Regions from separate parts of the Mus musculus genome. Here region 1 is linked to region 2. The links are chromatin contacts, called in public HiChIP or PLAC-seq maps. All regions are on one chromosome and are shown on one strand. The core of a region is the stretch at or near the end of the contact, and the rest is flanking DNA. Distances in the headings are between cores, read along the strand shown. Region 1 has its middle 14 kb from the start of Gm39795. Region 2 overlaps Rabepk (Rab9 effector protein with kelch motifs).

Region 1 (2,865 bases), core at 14-2,513, 470 kb after region 2:
CAGTGGTCTGTGCAAGGACACGCACTGTTACAGGGAGAACTGTACACAGGAGGGAGGACGTGGTGTTTCCTGGTCATCTGGAGCCTGTGGGTTCCTCCCCCTAACTCCAGAAGGGAAATTTGGCTCTTAGATGACATGTTGTCTGGCCATAGAGATGGTATCATTCAGGCCTGTAGCGCTTTGCTGAGACATTGATCTCTGGTTTTCTTCAAGGAAACTCTTCTGGCCCCAGCCCACAATTTTTGAGTATTTGCTGACTGGAGGTGATAAGTTAGAGGGCAAGAGAATGAAAGAGAAATTACAAGTGATAGCTTAGGTGTGTGTGTGTGTGTGTATGTGTGTGTGTGCACGTGTGTGCATGTGTGTACTCTGGTGTGCATCCATCAGTGCATTCACAGAGGCCAGAGGTCAATTCCAAACATCTCCTATCACTTTTTACTTTATTTTTTATTACGTTTGTATTTGCTATTAATTTATTATTACTGTGTGGGTGTGTGATATATGTGTGTGGGCACACACATGGAAGTCTGAGAACAGCTTTGTAGAGTCCATCTCCCTTTCCACCTTTACTTGGGTCCTGGGAACCAAACTCTGGTCATCAGGTGTGTGTAGGAAGTGGTCACTCTGCTTAGCCATTTCTCTGGCCCCTCTGTGAACCTGGTGTTCAGCAATTCAGTAGGCTGACTGGCCAAGGAGCTCCAGGGATCTACGGGTCTCTCTAGTCCCCTGACTTCAGCCCTGGAGATACAGATGTGCCTCCCCCCTCCCCTGCCCTCGCCTGCAGCTGTTACATGTGTGCTGGGGCCTTGGCATGCACAGTTCGGGAACGCTGGAGAGGCCTCGGGACTATTTATAAACACATATGTTCTTTACCATCAACAGGTCTGCAGAGTGTGGATCAGTCTCCTATCTATTTTTAGGAAATTAATGCTCCTGGACCCAGGCAAGGTCTTTTGTTAGCTGGGCACCCAGCCAGAACTGCATTCTTCCTTTCTACTGTTTGACAAACTCTTAGACATCCCCAAGAAGCGCTGGAAAGGGAGTCGCCCTGTTACCTTGTAAGAAAATGTGGGCTGAAGCAGAGAAAAGCGGGTCCCAGGAGTTACGTGTGGTGGTGGGGGGTGGGGGTGGGGGTAGCTGGGCCATCAATGTTTAGGCAGCCGAGGGAGGTTAAGTAAAAATATCTCCTTCCTTCCAGCTGAATGAGCGTGTGTCATATTTCAGCCTGATGTGGTTTGTGAACTTGGAGACCACAGGCAGGCTTAGTTCCTTCTGCCTCTGACTTCCCCTCCCCCTCTTCTTGAGAGACGTGCCTACTTGCTCCTGCCCTGCCTTGGACCACAGGGGCAATTGCAGGGTAGGGGAGAGAAAAGCAGAGGGTGTGGTGGGTGAGGCTAGGCAGCTAAAAGCCTGGGTTGGGGTCCCTGTCTGTGCGCTGACAAAACGAAGGGTAAGGTTTGGTGCCGGCGTGCTTTTTTAATGGACTCCAGCTATCCTAAAACTCACTCTGTAGATCAGGCTGGCCCGGAACTTAGAGAGATCCACTTGCCTCTGCTCCTGAATGCTGGTATTAAAATTGTGTCCCAACATATCTGATCAGTTTTCGGCTTTGTTTTGTTATTTTTTTATTTTTTCTGGTTATTGTCTCTCCTAATCTGGCTTTTTTGAGAAGACTCCAGAAGGGTCTGAGCCATGGAGCCTGGTGGGAAACTGTTATGAGGGAGCCTGGCTGGAGGGAGTGGGCTTCCTTTATTTTGCTAAGTTGGTTAAGCAAAGGGTGTCTCGTTACTTTCCAACCTCAACAGATCTATCATTTGGTTCAAGTACTTATCAAGCAAAAGATATATATATTCCATGTAAGTCAGCCTTGAGGGTGGGGCTCTTGATTTCTCTGTTGTAGAGGCTGTGGCTGTGGCTGGGCTGGGCTGAGTAAATACTAATTAAATTTGCAGGGTGGCTTAGTGGCCTGACTGGGGGATGTGCTTCATCTCTTCATGGGCCTTCCTTCCTCATGGTAACAAGAGCTTGTGATAGAAAATTTGGAAAATGAATTTCTTTTAAAGGATAAAACCAAAACCAACTAAACAAAACCAAAGAACTATCCATAACTGCCACCACTACAAAATTTGGTATGTTTCCTTCCTGTATTTTCCTTCTTAAAAAAGATTTATTTCATTATTTTTATGTGTATATAATTGTTATCTGTCCATTGCCTGTCCATGGAGTAAGTCCATCCTAGTGAGCAATTTTTTAATATGTTCTTTAAAAATTTTTATTTACATTTGTGTGTGTGTGTGTGTGTGTGTGTGTGTACATGCCAAGGCAGGGGAACAGAGGTCAGAAGACAACTTTATGGAATATATTCTCTCCACCCTGGGGGTCATGAGTCTTGCAGTAAATGCTTCCACCCACCGAGCTACTGCTTGCCCCTGAGTTCTTCCTTCATTATTACAAATGGAGCTCCTGGCTCAGTTGTGATGTGTTTTATAGCTTTTGTTACATTTTGCCAAATTGTTACTCAGGAAGAATAACAGTGGTCCCTGTTCCTAGCACACTTGGTGGGGAAATGGTATTCTTGAAGGAGTACTGTAGCTGGGTATCTAAAGTCTAGCTGTTCTAGACTTCTGATCCAGGGACCACTTTCCTAAAACATTAGACTTCAGTTCATTCTCTCAACAAATCTTTTGCACAGCCAAGTATCAGAAAAAGGTAGAGTTGAGATTCTAGGTCAAAGAGCAGAGGGAACCTGGTTCAGTCCTGAGTAGTTTGCCTCTCTAGGCTTTGGTTTCCAGAGTAAAGTTAGGATTTCAACACCAGCTTCCTACATTTTTTGTTAGTTTGTTTTTAGGGTTTCCTATAGCCCAG
Region 2 (2,842 bases), core at 154-2,653:
GAGACCACACTGATCTACATAAAGAATTCTAGGCCAGCCAGTCAGGGCTACATAGTGAGACTCAGACTCAAAAACAGACAGACAGACAACAAACAAAAGAAAAGAGAGTAGTGGTGGTATATGCTTTTAATCCCAGCACAGAGGGAGGTAGAGGCAGGTGGGTTTCTGTGAGTTCGAGGCCAGCCTAGTCTACAGAGTGAGCTCTAATCTATGACAGCTAGGGATGGGGGGGGGAGAGAGAGAGAGAGAGAGAGAGAGAGAGAGAGAGAGAGAGAGAGAGAGAGAGAGAATGAGAACACTGCTCTTCTACAGCCTTTGGTTCCTAGCACCTCCAGTTCTGGGGGGATCTGATTCCCTCTTCTGACATCCTTGGACACTGATACACCTGGGACACAGACATACATGCAGGCAAAGTATTCATATACATAAAATAAAATAAAATAATATGTTTTTTAAAAGCATTTGCATTCCACAGAGGAAGGGCATGGTGGGTTACAAACACTCAAACCACTTCAATGGCCGTCTAAGTAGATACTTTTCTTTTTTTTTTTTTTTTTTTAAAGATTTATTTATTTATTATATGTAAGTACACTGTAGCTGTCTTCAGACACTCCAGAAGAGGGCATCAGATCTCATTACGGGTGGTTGTGAGCCACCATGTGGTTGCTGGGATTTGAACTTTGGACCTTCGGAAGAGCAGTCGGGTGCTCTTACCCACTGAGCCATCTCACCAGCCCCAAGTAGATACTTTTCAAACACTACAAAGAAATTTCATACTCGACACGAAAGACAATTCAGTCCCGTCAGACATGAAACACTCCTATAATTCCATCGCCAGAGAGCAGGTTATGAAACCAGAGCTACCCTGGAGAGTTTGATCCCTGGACCCCACATGGTAAAAAGGGAGAACTGATTTCCACAGTCATCCTCTGGCTTCCACGTGGACACCACAGACTGCATACGATCTCTCTCTCATGCACACACAGCCACACAAATAAAAAAATCCATAAATTCCTATTTCTAAGAGGTCAGCAAAGTAAAATAGGTTAGTTAGGGCAACAGCAATTCAATGTACTGTAACGTAACTGCATTCATAGTGTGCGATTGTCTTAGTTAGGGTTTTATTGCTGTGAACAGACACTATGCCTCTTAGAAGGACAATATTTAATTAAGGCTGGCTTACAGGTTCAGAGGTTCAGTCCATTATCATCAAAGAAGGAGCATGGTAGCATCTAGGGAGACATGGTACAGGTGGAGCTGAGAGCTCTACATCTTTATCTGAAGGCTGCTACCAGGCAGCTAGGAAGAGGGTCTTAAAGCCCATACCCACAGTGACATACTTCCTCCAACAAGGCCCTACCTACTCTAACAAGGCCACGCCTCCTCATACTGCCACTTCCTGAACCAAGCGCATTCAACCCATCACAGCGATAAAAAGAAAGTAACCTGTGTCTACTCACCAGGACTCATGACTTGCAGACAGTTTCGATTTCCTGACTGGTCTGCACCTCCAAACACCCAGATGCTGTGAGGAGAGCAGGAGGGAAGGAAGCTGGCATGCTCGTACCGAGGCAAGAGGCCCTCCCTGGTGGCCGTGTCCCACTGGTGTGTTCCTAGAAAACATTTATGCGATCCTTAGATTAGGGCTGTCAGCTGGTAATTCTGGTTGGATTACCAGGGCAGTGGAAAGAGGCAAAATCATAAGCAACCAACCACAAAGGGAGCAGGATCAAACTCTGATGTGGTCTCTAGTGCACGCCTGCAGGCTGTCTACCTGGTCCATGTACCTCTTTCATGGAAACTGTCTCTTCTTCCCCGTTCAGAGTCCAGTGACATATGTCTGACACTAACTTTCTACTTGTAACTAATGGGACTTGGCTGACACGGGCCACTTGGATCTAGTTTCCACTCTCATCAGTGTGGGCTACGACTTTTTGTTTTTAGATTCTGCAGAACACTCCTGGATTCTATGAAATCTCCCTCCCTCCCTTCCTCCCCCCACCCCCTCCTTAACAAATCTCTGGGCAAATAGAGTAACAATGCCAAAACTAGCTCATCCTTTTAGTTAGCAAGTCACGAATGTAGGACCTTACAGGCATCACACTGTTAGCTAATCAAAACTGTAAATGAAGCTGGTTAGTACCTCTATTTAATAGGCTACTGGGGTTCAGATGGCCTTGCTAAGGTCACTATGGCACTTGATAGCTGCTGGCATGGTGGCACAAGTCCAGGATCCCAAAACATGGAAAGTGGAGGCAGAAGGACTGTGAGTATGAAGCCAGTCTGGGCTACATAGAGAACTGGAGGCTAGGATGGACTGACAGACAGACGTGACATAACTGAGCTGGAAGGGAAGCTCCTTGGTATCTAAAAGAGTCAAGGCATCTTTTTTTGCCTCATGCTGGGAGTAGAGTTTCAAGTATCTGGACAGTATAAACAAGAGTCTGTGGTAACTGTGGCTGGGAGCCTCAGCGAGAGGTGACACCCCAGGTCTAAATGATTGTGATGTACCTATGCAAGAGTATTGATGCTCTGAAAATTATCATGAGAAGCCCAACTACGGCAATTAAAAATGTTCTAATTACATTCTATTTATTCTGTGTGTGCGTGTTTCTGTGTGTTTGTGTGTATTTGTGTGTACATTTGTGTCACAGCTCCTGTGTGGAGGTTAGAGAACAACTTTGAGAGTTAGTTTCTTCCTTTCCACCAAGTGGGTCTTAGGAAACAAACTGAGATTAGCGTTGGGAGCAGAAACCTTTACCCACTGAACCATCTCTCCAGCCTCATTTCTGTTGTTTCAAACTTGAATTATTTACAGACCAAGTGTGCATATAAAAATGGA

What was found. HiChIP or PLAC-seq counts read pairs in DNA pulled down with a chosen protein or histone mark.
Region 1: a contact with region 2 is called in an H3K4me3 HiChIP or PLAC-seq map of bone marrow-derived macrophages, with 4 times the contacts expected there. The contact joins two enhancer-like sites. A contact is called at or near these places in 2 of 39 promoter capture datasets (liver and pre-B cells), 1 of 484 Hi-C or Micro-C datasets (neutrophils) and 3 of 115 datasets of contacts at active chromatin or transcription factors (bone marrow-derived macrophages, embryonic limb bud and pancreatic cancer cells).

The regions. Positions count from the first base shown.
Region 1 is chr2:35,258,643-35,261,507 of GRCm38.p6, forward strand. It overlaps a transcript of Gsn not described here. Among named protein-coding and RNA genes, the nearest start is that of Gm39795, 14 kb to the right of the region's middle. Within about 2 kb of position 1,264, at least 86 of the 459 cell types and tissues checked have an H3K27ac peak or open chromatin away from gene starts, as enhancers often do. A contact at or near this core is called in bone marrow-derived macrophages, where this site is marked.
Region 2 is chr2:34,789,043-34,791,884 of GRCm38.p6, forward strand. It overlaps Rabepk (Rab9 effector protein with kelch motifs), which reads right to left. Exons shown (of 8, transcript NM_145522.4): 4 at 1,461-1,613. Among named protein-coding and RNA genes, the nearest start is that of Rabepk, 9.4 kb to the right of the region's middle. Within about 2 kb of position 1,404, at least 93 of the 459 cell types and tissues checked have an H3K27ac peak or open chromatin away from gene starts, as enhancers often do. A contact at or near this core is called in bone marrow-derived macrophages, where this site is marked.